2 separate regions of the Drosophila melanogaster genome follow, and region 1 is linked to region 2. Evidence: chromatin contacts called from public Hi-C data. All regions are on one chromosome and are shown on one strand. Each heading gives the region's core, a stretch centred on a gene start, on an enhancer-like site or on the middle of the called end of the contact. The rest is flanking DNA. Distances are from core to core; before and after follow the strand shown.

Region 1 (3,870 bases), core at 1,153-3,652, 270 kb before region 2:
CGATGACCGGAGCCTCATGGTCTTAACGATCTGGACAAAGATCATTGTCTCGTGATAGGGCAGAATCAGGGCCATAACTTCGCTACGGTTATACTCGTGAACCTGGAATCGTCGCAGCAACCATTCGAAGGCCATGTGTGCGGGGCGGAGCAGAAGGTACGGCGAAAGAAGGCGCAGAAACTTTGCAATGGCCGCGTCCAGCATCTTGTTAATCTCCGGCAGCTCCACGGAACGCTCCAGCGTCAATGTGGCCTCATCGAACAACGTTAGCTGGAACTCCTTGAAGGCCGGATTAAAGTCGGTCAGCTCCTGCAGTCCCGTTAACCCGATCTCATAAATGGACCGCCGATCCTTGGTGGCCGCCTCCTTGGGATCGAAGAGTATGGAGGCGCGACTTCGTGCATCTGCCAAAGTTACCGACGACTGCGGCGCAGCCAGTTTCTGCAGCTGCTGTGCCAACGCAGTACTCATTTTGGATGATCGTTTTTTCCTTTTTTCTCAAGTTAATTAAAGGTAAAAACGGAGAACAATAAATGTGCGGCAACCGCACTCCACACGTGTTTTGTTGGTGTGGCCAAAGATCTCTTGGCAGTACACAAAGTAGCTTACGGTAAATAGCGCGCATTGGCGTTAGCCAAGACCCAAACCAGTATACTACAGCTGATTTTAAACATTTTCTGTTTGAATTTATTTTATGCAATGCAATCAATAATAATAAAATATTTTTAAGACTTGCCTAACATATTAAGGCTGCCTTTGAAGCCTGTTATAATGATGTATAATAACAAAGCCTTACATGTTAATAAACAGGAATCACTTTCCCCCAGTTATAATTATAACAATTATAGTTCTAAAAATGATTTATATATTTTGCATGTGTAAAAAATACTTAATCTCGCAGAGGTACAGAATTCCGACAAACCTTACATGGAACGATTTAAAAACATATATATGAATGTACGTGATGAAATGGAACTTAATGCGATGGACATAATACGAAATTAATGAGATTTAAAAAAATCGAATACTAATCGTAATAGTTAAAAGCCTATGATAAAGCTAAAAGCAGAGCCGCTTGAGCGAGTTCTTCCTTGTGATTTTCGGATCACGGTTCTGGGCACGTTGTGGCGGCGTCAGTCGCTCCCGTGGCATCATCAGTTTGGATGGTGTGTCCAGTTCGGTGACCAGGCAACGCTCGCCGGGATGCGACTTGCACAGACAGTTGACGCAGAACCGAAACTGGCAGATGACACTGGTGCATTCGGCGAAGTTATATGGCGGTCCTTGCGGTGAAGTCCTGACCTCGTCAAGATCCAGGGACAGGAAGCGTTTGAGAGGCGGACCCGTCATGCAGGGGAATGTGCTGGTTGTACGTCCAATAGGCAGAGTTTGCGACAATAGGTTTTCGCCACACTTGGCCGCCTCGCTTATGAAAACCCGGCTGCCTCGACCGCATCGCGGACACTTGACGCGCTGCGTCTGCTCGCGCAGCACCCTTCCGGCATCCACGTCCATCAGGTGGATGCTCGAGTTGCCCGAGTCCATTAGCGAGGCGGCGCTGTTGGCCAGGCTGCTATGGTTCGAGGTCTGCAATGGCACTGTGTGGTTTGCCTTGGGCACATGGCTGCACCGCTTGGGCACGTGAGGATTCTCTTTGGTTAGATTCAATTTGAGTCGGTGGTTCTGTAGGCGCTCCAAGTCGCGTTGGCTGCGATAAACAGCCTGCTTCCAGGCCGGCGATACCTTGGTCATCACGTCCAGCGTGTGGGCGCCCACATGACGCAGTATGCACTGCAGTGCCGGTTGCCATTGCGCCAGCTTGGCCACGATATCCAGCTTTTCGACACCGCCGTAGAAGCGATTCTTGGGCGGTTCTTCTATGTGGGGAAAGAGCAGCTTTTTGGACTTCTTGGGGCTACTGTGTGGCGATTGAAAGTGTTTCTTGCGTCGCTTGGGCAGACTATGCTCATCCTGCAGACGCGGAGTCATAGAGAAAGGCTCCTCCTCCGCGGAAAATTTCTTTTGGGGCTGTGTTCTGGGATAGGGCTTGCCCCAGTAAAGGTCCTGCTCCTGGTGGCCACTGGGCGTGTTCAGCCCCCGAAAGAATGTTGTGGTATTCGATGCATTGCGACAGTTTTCGCCCTCAGCGTCCTCCAATAAAAATGGCGTCTCCGCGGTGGAATTGTGCAGCGCCAGGAAGGATGTGTAGCCAGACTCGTTCATCTCCAACTCGAAGGATGACCCTCGGCTTGGGCTCTTCTTCCGCAACGCCGCGCGCCGATAATAGGCGCTCATCTTGACCGAATTTTAAACTTTCGAATTGTTATGCTTTTCGCATCGGTTGATTGTTTTTGGGTACGGATCAGTGTGACCGCCCCAATAAAATACTAACTGGCTACTAAATAGATACCAGTTCATTGTCGGGTCAACTCAGAATGCTACGTATCGCGTTGCCAACCATTTGATATATATTATCGTGACTGTTAGGCAAACCATTTAAACTTGTGCATTAAAAGATGCCACTTGATCGGATTATTGGAATCTGACAGTTAATCGTAGACTCCTATTAACATAAGCAACTTCAGCCATTTATAAACATGTCTAAAAGAGTTCAAGCTGTACAAGATTTGAGGTTCTGGAATAAGATAGCGTTTTTTCATTCTATGCAGTGTGTACATACTTCCATATTAGCGAGTACACATTCCAAAGCTAGCGAAGACGCACTTGCGACTAATGCTCTCGAAAAAAGAAGTAAAATAAAGAATAAGAGTGATAAATAATATGTATAATCAGTTCATTAAGTTAAAAACACCAAGAATTTGACTTTCAATAAATTATATTTCCATGCCTTACGCCATAAGTATAAAATAAATACCTATATACTCAGCTTATTGCTTTAATACCAATTCGAAAATAGAAAACTTTCACTTATTAAATATGGAAATAAGTAATAGTTTGAAAACATTCACTTTATAAAAACGGGATTCCGTTTAACATCTTATATATTATTATTATATTATTATATTATATTATATTATTATATTATATTATATATATTAAAAGTGTATTTCATCGTCTTAGCTTTGAAGACATTGGTAAAATTATGTTGATAAGCTTATAAAAATACTCTCGATTAGCTGACATATGGTGCTATTTAAATTTCTACGCCTATAACAAAAAGATTTTAATCGAACATAAGTATATCTATATCTATTAAAATTGAAATCATTACAAATTATTTTATGAGATATGTCTTCTGTTCCCTGTTTGGCCCAATCAAAATTCGGCAGTCAGGATAATCTGGCCTTGGCCATCATCAGTGTCATCAAATTAACGAAAATCCCTCAATAATTTATCATTTGTTCTCCCTGACTCGTCCTTAGATTTTTTCCGTTCCGCTTCCCTCATCTTCTTCTTTGCCGCGTCCTTTGTGCCCACTGACAAATTTGCCAGCTCAAGTTTTTTGTGCAAATCATGACGGGGCATAGATTTGGGATTCATGTGAAAGTCTTCCTTCGCCGCTAGGTGGATAGTTTCGTCAGCTGTCCATAGAGTCAGCTAAATGAAGCCCCATGACCCACCACCACTGGCCAACCCATGCTCGTGCCCATTCCCATTCCAAGGACCATTTGCAACCGCCCGACGACTTCATCCACTTGCTGGGAAAGATGAGAGGTCGAGAATCTGTTGTGGTTGCCGGGGGAAAATCAATGAATGATATTTCCTTTATGAGGCTCAATTATTTGCTGCGGGGATTTGCTATTCTACCCCGGATTCTGTCATCTGGTTCGTGCCTCATTGTCCTTCTAAATGCTTTGGCAAAATATTTTGGGTATTTGCGCTGCCTTTTGTCGGCCAGCAGCTTCTGCG
Region 2 (4,009 bases), core at 411-2,910:
CGAGGAGTATTTCAATGGTACATTGTTCGAGGTAAAAATGAAAATCATTTTTATGAAAACAATACCATTCGCGCTTGGCTGCGTAAGAAATAATACAAAACAGTATGGCAAAAGAACATAACAAAAGTCCCAAACAATTTGGCTACGTAAAAATTAATGAAATTTATGTTAGCAGCTACACATGCACATATATCAAAAATTGCCATTGTTCCCAAAAGTGACGTTTAGGTCGAGGATTGTGTTTTCTTTCATACATTTTGCTTAAATTTATAGTTGAGCATGCCGGTGGAGGTGAAAGGCGGGCAGAAGCCCCACAATGACCAAAGTTTATGCATTGTAATGCGCTTCGAGGAAGCGGAGTGCACAGTGAATGCTCCCCAAAGATGACTCAGGCGAATGATAAACACTCTTCCCTTCCAAAACCTCTCCCCTCTTGCTGCCATGGGGCTATTGTAGATTATTTGTGTGTCATTGGCTATTTAAGCCAAAGCTTCTCTTGGGGCCAAGAACAAGTTTTAACGCTTTTTCGACAGGAATATGTATGCTGCTTTTATTTGGATGTGGTGTCATTTGTCTTCCTCATGCCGTCGAGCTACAAAGCTGACATTCAGGGTAATTATAGTATACATATAGAAAATGGCTTTGATAGCCTTTGGATTATGGGGATAACACTCGCTTGATCCTCTTGTGGCTCGGAAAGCTGTTGAGTCATTGAAGCAGCAGAAAATCGGTTTTCACCTCTTATTTAAATTTAAACTTAATTATTTTTGTAGCCTATAAACTTATTTATTCATATGATGGCGATCACTTGAAATTCTCTTTAACACCACAAACAAATGTTACGGACTTTAGCCCAATTTCCACCCAACTATGAATGTCTCTCCACATCTGCACATACCCTGTAGTCATTGTTAACTGTGCATGCATTTTGCATAATAAGCTACTTATAAGCGGTACCAAGAAAAAAAAAGCAAAGGAGCGAGAAAAAACTTGCCATAACTTAAATTGAAAATGTAATGCTATTAACACTGCTCTCTGCCACTGCACCCTGCCCCATGGATTTAATTTGCATATAACAGAGCAGTCGTGTTTAAAGTGTAGCAACCACGCCCCCTTTTCCACCGTCTGCGACATTTTGCATAATAAACAGATTAGTTTTTTGGGTTTACCTGCATGTTTCTACCCACCAATCGAAAAGTACAAGACTGGAAACATACATAGTCGCAGTACATGTAATTAGAACTAACATCGCCTGCTTTTGGGCAGCGGCCTTTGTTTATGCAAATATTTAAGCACTAGACTACTTAACCCACATTCAAATGCCAGCAAAGCCCAACACAGACAAGAACGAAAGTATGCAGCATGTGTCATGTTATATAAGCACAACCCTAACACCCCCGCATATACACACACACGCACACACGACCAAGGCTAAAAGCACAACAAACAACAAATTGGCACTAACAACAACAACACACGGTGCATATGAACAGCAACCAAGAACAACAACAACACCAACAAAACACCAGAGCAACAAGAAAATGTTTAAGCAAGAAGTGAATTTTAAAATATCGTGTGTGTTTTTTCTTCCCCACTCCAAAACCCACTCTATTCCAATTTAGCGCTTGGCCTAAAAGTATGCTGCATCATTAGTGTCTCAACAACGGGCACAACTACACCAACGCCTACTACAACTACAACTACACCAACAAAGGATGAACTGTGCTGGCTGCAGCTGGGAAAACTAAGAATGCACGCTCATTAGGCGGTGCAGACGCGGCGAGCAAAAGCGCACTGCGAGTTCCTAAGTCAAACGTCGAAAAAACAACGCCCCTACCAAACCATAATTAGCAACAACAAAACAAGAAGCACAGGGCAACGGGGCGTGGTCGACGCAAGGCGGAAGGACAGCTGGCAAAAGTCAAGGACGAAAGTTGCCGAATAATTCGCGAAAGCATGACCATGGGTAGTAACTTCAGTTATCTCGAATCCCACCAGACGCCCAAGGCGGACGCAGCGAGCTGATTTTCACAACTAGACAAATAGCCAGAGCTTGCGAATAAATCGCCTGGTGCAGCTGATAGATTCGATTAGCAGTCTGAAAAGCATAAAGCCAGCGGACCACAGAGACAACAGCCGGCGGCTTCTTTAATTTGTCAACCAAACAACACCCACCCCACCGCGCCCATCGGACATCCGCTAAATCCATCGCCGTAAGCCCACAAATATCGCGTCATGCCGGAGCAGGATAATTACGATGATGAGGTAATTTCTTTTGTTACACATTTTGCGTACGCAGCCAGCAGAGGAATATGTTTTGAGCCCAAATATAATTAGGCATAATTAATTTTAAAAACAAATATTTTCCGGTCTGCGTGTGTGCGTGTGCCGATATCCTGAGTTTCCGGTTATCGCGGAGCTCAGTCGAAAGTCAAGGAAACCTTAAACTTCTGGTTGGGATTAAAATTTCAAATTGTTTAATGGCGGGGAAAATTGAAAAGCGCCAGGAGAATACATAAGTCTGGCGTGGCATTAGAAAGTTGGCTAGCTCTGACGTAAGCAGAATGTAAGGGTTATTGTTATGCAATCTAATTAACTCTCTAGCGTCATTACGGCACATTTATGTAAATATGGCAATTTAATTTGAATTCCAGCACAAGGAAAATGCCTTGAAGGCAGTGCAACTGAATTTTTGGTAATTTACGTAATGAAAAAGCGTTGTCAAACGTAAAACACAAAGCTTTCATTATACTCGCTTTTTTTTATTAAATGACAATATTTACCAAATCATGAAATTGGCTATAATTAGGTATGCAAATATGCGCGTTTGAGGAGGTTAATTAGTTGACTGTTGCATAAAAAGTGCACACATTGTTTTAATAAATAAAGATGAAGTTTTTTAAATCAATGGACTGCCATACTTTTAGTACTTTAACTTTAACTTAGTACTTTAACTTTGATTACCTAAAATCCTTAAATTTACATTGCTTAATATTTGCTGAACGACTAGGAGAGTCACTTGGGGAAATCCTCGATTGGTTTATCCCGAGATTACCTTCCGCGATTGAATTTATTATTAGCTTCACTTGTCCGACGAGCTGACTTAGCACTTACATCGCCACTTCAGTCGCTACTCACTCTGATTTCAACTTTGAGAAGGACTCTGGGGAGGCAGGAAAGTTCGCCGACTACTCCACGCAGAGACTTGAGTTTCCTACCAGCTTTTCCACCATCCAACATCCACTTTCGCTTTTCCGACTTTTCCGGACTTTGATGGTCAGCTTCTCGTGCCGCTTGGCTGGATTCTTTGCGGCGCCGTGGCATCAACTCTGTGGCTGCGATGCTAATTGAAATAAATTCCGCATGTTATTCAAATGCAAAACGCTGACGGAGCTGACTACAATTGCGAAATTGAATTAGCCATGCAACGCGTGTCTGTGTGTGTGTGCTTGGCATACCAAGTCATCTGGGGAGGACTTTTCCGCCCAAGTGGGAGTGTCAATCGCTGCCCAGAATAAACAGCCAGTCGCAATGGCAATCAGCCATTCGAGTGGAAATCAATTAGCCGGAATTTCCACTTCGATTACCACCCACCAACGCATAGATGTGCCTTTTGCCCGCCCACACTTTTGGCCATATATTTTGGGAGCAATCGAGTTGGCCAGTGCACTGCATCCATTTTAACTGTTTTGACTATGCTAATTTCGGCTGACAGGTGTTGCTGTTGCTGAAGGAAAGGTTCTGAGGTAGAGTCAATATTTGCTAAATATGTGATTAATATTGGGATTTCCCTTGGCAGGTTGAAGATTAAATGTTACAATACATATTAATTTCGATCTATGATTTAATATGAGGTTGCTTAGTAAGTTTGTGTGATTGAAAATGTGTACGAATAGATTACATTTATGACAGCTTTACACTTTATGAGTATCCTGTTCCGAGACGTATTTCCTTCATAATTTATTTTGGGCTACCTTACCCAGTTTCGGTGAGTGTTTACTTACCAATA

The links. Hi-C and Micro-C count contacts between places; a contact is called where the count stands out from the background.
Region 1: a contact with region 2 is called in a Hi-C map of the Kc167 cell line, with 2.0 times the contacts expected there. The contact joins the promoter of Rca1 here to the enhancer-like site in region 2.

What each region holds. Positions count from the first base shown.
Region 1 is chr2L:6,850,847-6,854,716 of dm6, reverse strand. Rca1 (Regulator of cyclin A1) reads right to left here and starts at 2,402. Exons shown (of 1, transcript NM_057866.3): 1 at 851-2,402. The coding sequence starts at 2,295. The coding sequence ends at 1,060. l(2)k09022 (lethal (2) k09022) reads right to left here and starts at 575. Exons shown (of 4, transcript NM_135235.3): 1 at 1-575. The coding sequence starts at 471.
Region 2 is chr2L:6,584,757-6,588,765 of dm6, reverse strand. It overlaps Dpp10 (Dipeptidyl peptidase 10), which reads left to right. Exons shown (of 16, transcript NM_135207.3): 2 at 1,623-2,265. The coding sequence starts at 2,236. Among named protein-coding and RNA genes, the nearest start is that of Dpp10, 14 kb to the left of the region's middle. Within about 2 kb of position 1,660, at least 8 of the 39 cell types and tissues checked have an H3K27ac peak or open chromatin away from gene starts, as enhancers often do. A contact at or near this core is called in the Kc167 cell line, where this site is marked.